Linked DNA regions of Urocitellus parryii: region 1 is linked to region 2. Evidence: chromatin contacts called from public Hi-C data. All regions are on one chromosome and are shown on one strand. The core of a region is the stretch at or near the end of the contact, and the rest is flanking DNA. Distances in the headings are between cores, read along the strand shown.

Region 1 (2,823 bases), core at 68-2,567, 180 kb after region 2:
TTTTAATCATTTATTTTATTTATTTAGTTATTCCAGTTCTGGGGATTGAACCCAGGGATGCTCTATCATGGAGCTACACCATCAGCCCTTTTTATTTTTTAAGTTAGGGTCTCAAAATGTGATCTTCCTACCTCAGCCTCCCCAATAGCTTGGGACAACAGATCAGCTACACCTGCAGGTGCCTGCTTTTCCTAACAGTTTTGTTGGAAACAAGGTTTTTATTGGATTAGGATGAGGTGAGACAAAATCATGTAAAGTCGAGTCTTAATATTTAAGTTTGCTATATTGCCAGGCGGGGTGGCACATGCGTGCAATCCCAGAGCCTGAGGCTGAGGCAGGAGGATCACAAGTTCAAGGCTAGCCTCAGCAACTTAGTGAGACCCTGTTTCAAAAAGATGGGGCTGGGGTTGTGGCTCACCTAGCACCACATAAAAATAAAATAAAGGTTGTGTCCTACTACAACTAAAACAAAATATTTGGAGAAAAAAAAAGTTAAAAGGTCTGGGATGTAGCTCAGCGATAAAGCAATCCTAGGTTCAACCTCCAGTACCAAAAGGAAAAAAAAAAAAGTCTGCCCTTTTGTTCAAGATCAAATCATAGGCTTTTTGCATTAATTTCTGATTTTCTAAAATACTGCATTAATATGAACTTCACTTGATCACTGAAGTTTTCGGTAGCTCCTTCAAATTTTGCTACCAAGGCGAGAGAGCCTGGCCCTAGTGCCGACCTCAGAAAAGCGCACAGGTCTGGAAACAGATGCTTTCTTTGACCAAAGACGCCTGGGAGCAGTCAGCGGCCAGCAGAGACCCGGGAGTGTTACTTCCGCATCCGAAGACCTGTCGGGAAACGCTGGGGGCCGGCGCACGACTACCTCCAAGATCCGGTTCAGACCCGGTTCTGAACTTGCACAAGCTCTCCGGTCTACTCAGAACCTCGCCCCGCATCCCGCGGTGCCGGCCTTCTCTCGTTCGGGGCGCGGTAAGAGGAGCCCGCGCGGCAGGAAAGGCGCCAAGGGGAAGGGTGGGCTGCGGGGACAAGCTGAGGAGGGCTGGGCGGAGGCCCTCGCGCGCCATCGACCCCAGGGGCACTGCCGCCAACCGAGCGCGGGAAGCCGGCTGCGGACCCCAGGCGCGGCCGCGAGCCCACCCAGCCGAGCCGAGAAGACGCGGAGTCCGCCGGGAGCTGTAGTCCGCCGGGCCCAGCGCCCCAGCTCAGCACCGCTCCCGCCTGAACCCAACACGACCCTCGGCGTGCCGCCTCCGCTGCCCGGTGGGAGGCTTGCGCGTAAACTCACTTCAGAACCCACATCGCCCGCCATGAGTCCGGCTTCTCCAGCGTTCTGTTCTGGATGATTCGGTTCCCGGTTCCCTCAGCCTGGGGACAGCAGCTCCCGCCGTCTCCAGCCAGGCTGCGACGTTCGAGCTTTCGCGCCTAGCCGCAGTGGATGCCCCACCTTCGATGATTTGCACCAATCCGGAGGAGGCGTTTCGTCCAAGGCCACGCCCCCATTCGCCCCACCAATCACGAAGCGCCTCCTGCCGGCCCTTCGACTATAAACTAGGGTAGTTTGGCGGGTACTGGCTGTTCTTGTTAGCAGAACCGAGGGTAGGAGTTTCCTGCGGGCGGCCCAGCCCTTTTATTCCTGCAACAAGGGACCTTATGAGTGGTGGTCTTTGACATTTGACCCTTGCTGTAGCTCGACAGGTCGCACCAAGCAAATTGAGGGGTTGAGCACTCCAGGCAAGAAGTAGACTGGGAATCGAACATCTTGTGGTGTTCTGTGATCGCAGGAAGACCGAGCTCCGCCCCCACCATCCTTGGAGCAGCTAAATGTTGGCGGCTGCTTTTACAAGGCACTCGCCCTTGTACATTAAAAAAGTTTTGCAAGATTCTCAGATACCAAAGAATATCCTTGGATAATCTTTATAAATTTACTTAGAGTTGATTCGAGGATGCGATGCGAAAAGCACTCATCTCACCCCTAGAGGACTCCCCACCTTTGAATAAGCCTTGGGGTGAGAGGGAAATCAAAGCTCTGGCTCCAGATTTTTATTTTTATTTATGTATTTATTTTTTGGTACCGAGGATTGAATTCAGAGACATTCGACCACTGAACCACTTCCCATTCCCAGTTAGCACCTCGCCCCTTGTTGAAGCTGGCTTTGAACTCGCTTACAACTCTCAGCCTCCCGAGCCTCTGGGATTACAGGCGTGGGCCATCACACCGGGCCGAAGTCAGATTTATCCTAGCTCATTCTAATCTCAGTTTTGCCCACTATGTGGGTTATTTTCTTTTTTGCCTTTCTGAGTCAATTCTGTTTTTTCTTGTGACCTTTCTGTGTCCAAGCAAGGATGACTTCTCAGGACTCTTAGTTCAGCTCTCTTGCCCTCTTGTCTTCTTTTGGGTCAGGCCACTCTAAGGCACTTTACAAGATACTGTAAGGTGAAGATCAGAGCGCACGCACCAGGAAAGAAAGATCAGAGTATCTGTCATCCCACTTCACCTCTATGGTCATATCCAATAGTAGGATGACCAACTAGGTTCAATTTGTCCAGGACTTTCCCAGTGAAAGTTCCACAACGCTGGGAACCTCCTCAGTCATAGGCATACCAGGACAGATGGTCACCCTATCCACTGTCCTCCTTCCAAGTTTCCACTTTTGGCTGGGTTCAGTTAAAAAGCTCCTATCCTCACCTTCATTTATTCACCTCTTTACCACCTCTCAAACCACTTCTGCACTCATCAAGATCTTGGGCTGGGAATGTAGCTCAGTGGCAGAGCACTTGCCCAGTATGCATCAGGCCCTGGGTTCAAACCTTAGA
Region 2 (2,888 bases), core at 34-2,533:
AACCCAGACTTTAGGAATGGTACCAGAAGATCTCAGAAATGACAACCTCCCAAATTGAGGAACTCTAAGTAGGCCAGAGGGGTGGGAGGCAAAGGGAGGAGGCAGGGGGTTAGCAATGATGGAGGAATGTGATGACATCTTTAGCCAAAGTACATGTATGAAGACATGAATTGGTGTGAACATACTTTATATACAAACAGAGACATGGAAATTTGTTCTATATGCCGTAATAAGAATTGTGATGCATTCCGCTGTCAGGTATTTAAAAAATAAAACCAATTAAAAAAAAACATGACAGGGCTGGGATTGTGGCTCAGTGGCAGAGCACTTGCCTAGCATGTGTGAGGCACCAGGTTCGATCCTCAGCACCACATATAAATAAACAAAAAATAAAGGTACATCAACAACTAAAAAAAAAAAAAAATGACAACCTCCCAAATTAGCAAGTGAATTACAACTCCAGACAGAGAACACGTGGAATGTAGCCTTTGAATCACCTGTTTAAAAGCCCCCTGTTTCTGCTGGTGGGCAGAATCACAGCCTTTAGGACAGTAGTCCCCTCTGTTTCTCCTTGGCTAGAAAAGCAATAAATCTTTTCCTTTTTCTCAAAAAAAAAATTAAATCAATCGCTCATTTTTCCCCCCTAAAACTCAACCTTCTTTTCCTGAGAAATGATGCACACTTTACAGAGGAGGAAGCTGAGACCAGTGAAGAGTTGTGCTTTGGGCAAAGGTGAAGATGCCAGAGAGCTAAGCAAATTCAGGGCCTCTTTGTCCCAGCCTAGAACTGTTTCACTGCAGTTGCGAGAGCTTCGAACCCAGAATGCAGCTTAGATCAGCAGGGGTCGAATCCACTCGCCGCTACCCAGCCAGCCGGATCCCACCAAAGCCACGCCCTCCTTTTGGCGACCGCTAGGGAAAAAGGAGAGAAAGGCCATAGCTTGTCTCTTTAATGCGCGCCCCCGAGGCCTGGCGCGCCCCCGCCACTATAACTGGAGTGCATGGAGCAGGCTGCTCTCAGAGGGAGTGGGGCAGGCGCTGGGTACCCGTTGACCGACTTTTCCAAGTGCCATCAGAGGCCAGTCCTTTCCGCTTCCTTGGACCAGCCTCAGGGTGCTCACAGCTGAGGACTTTACACCGTCTGGGCTCTGGGCTGGGTGGTACCCAGGTGCCGCGCGGTGACCCTAGCCGGCTGTGTCCGCTTCCCGCCCCTCTTCCCGCAGCGCTCGCCGTCGGGCGAGAGCTCTGCCGCCGCCACGTCTCACACCCCGCACTACCCGCCTCATGCTGGTGCATACTTACTCCGCCATGGTGAGTAGTCTCAGGTCCCGCCGCACCGGGCACCCTTGGCCGGAGAATCGAGGAGCCCGCGCGCTGCATCTTCCAAACCTCCTGCCCTAGCGCCAACGAAATCTCGGAGGGAGGGAGCAGTAAGGACTCCGCCAGCTTAGAGGGAGGTGGGTAGGAGACCACGGTCCTCAGCCTGAGGCTCCTGCGCCCGCGGGTCATTTGGTGATAGACACTGGGCCCGAGGAAGAGGATCGGACGGCAGCTGGATCCTCCGGAGCCAAGAAGGATCCTTTCTGGTTGGGGTCCTTTCAGCTGCCGGTGGGTCACCTAGCTCTCCCTTTCCTTCCCAGGAGCGCCCCGACGGGCTCGGCGCAGCGGCTGGCGGGGCCCGTCTGTCGTCTCTGCCCCAGGCAGCCTACGGACCCGCGCCGCCGCTCTGCCACACGCCGGCGGCCGCAGCTGCCGCCGACTTCCAGCCGCCCTACTTCCCGCCGCCCTACCCGCAGCCTCCACTGCCCTACGGCCAGGCGCCCGACGCCGCCGCCGCCTTTCCCCACCTGGCCGGGGACCCATACGGCGGCCTGACGCCCCTGGCGCAGCCACAACCTCCGCAGGCTGCCTGGGCCGCGCCCCGCACTGCCGCCCGCGCCCACGACGAGCCGCCCGGCTTGCTGGCGCCGCCCGCCCGCGCTCTGAGTCTAGACCCGCGCCGTGACTACGCCGCCGCAGTGCCCCGGCTACTGCACAGCCTGGCCGACGGTGCGCACGGCCTAGCTGAGGCGCCCCTGGGCCTTCCCGGGCTGGCGGCGCCACCTGGCCTGGAAGATCTGCAGGTGAGACTCGAGGGGTCTGGGATGGCTACCCACCTCCCCTCGCTCCCTCTGGCTGCGGCGATTTAGCAACCTGGCTGGAGGTAAAAAGTGACAAATGCAGGGACATAACTTTTCTCCCAGTTCTCCCACTCCAAGATACGTCCCACGTCCTGGTTTAGACACTGCCCGCAGTTTAAAGGTAGCCTGGCACTTTGTCAATGCGTGGTGCCTGCGCAACTCTGAGCAGGGAGGGATCAAATCTCTTCTCTTTCTTCCGGTGTGCCATTGAGCCACGTTGGGCATCCATTCCCGTCTGATGGGCAGTCTTCTGGGGCATCCTGCTCCTGGAGCGAAGGGAGGCGCAGTAGTTGCTTGTCTAAGCCACGGTGAGTACCCAGGATTCCAGCTTGGCGCCAGATAGATAGTGCGAGCCACCGCTATCCCGGTCCCACCCGTCGCCGCCTTGGGCGGCTTTGCAGCACGCAGTGCTGAGCGGACAGAGATAGGGGCAGCAGGGGCTTGGGAAGCGACAGACGACTAGATTTACTCACGCCCTCACTGCCACCTTCACCTACTTGCAGGCCATGGATGAGCCGGGAATGAACCTCCTGGACCAGTCTGTGATAAAGAAAGGTAAGGAATGGTGTGTAACTGCCAGGGCAGAGCCAGGCGAGATAGTGCAGGCCCGGGGAGCACAGACCCATTTTCTTCACTGCCGCCAGTGCCTCCTGTGCGTCACCAGGCTCGGTGGCCTCTGAACATTCTTCACGAACCCTTAGAGGGACAG

What was found. Hi-C and Micro-C count contacts between places; a contact is called where the count stands out from the background.
Region 1: a contact with region 2 is called in a Hi-C map of muscle, with 7 times the contacts expected there. The contact joins the promoter of Clspn here to the promoter of Tfap2e in region 2. A contact is called at or near these places in 2 of 2 Hi-C or Micro-C datasets (liver and muscle).

Annotation. Positions count from the first base shown.
Region 1 is chr11:22,737,969-22,740,791 of mUroPar1.hap1, forward strand. It overlaps Clspn (claspin), which reads right to left and starts at 1,318. Exons shown (of 25, transcript XM_077791386.1): 1 at 1,295-1,318. The coding sequence starts at 1,318.
Region 2 is chr11:22,562,810-22,565,697 of mUroPar1.hap1, forward strand. Tfap2e (transcription factor AP-2 epsilon) reads left to right here and starts at 1,284. Exons shown (of 7, transcript XM_026393478.2): 1 at 1,284-1,310; 2 at 1,640-2,122; 3 at 2,683-2,734. The coding sequence starts at 1,284.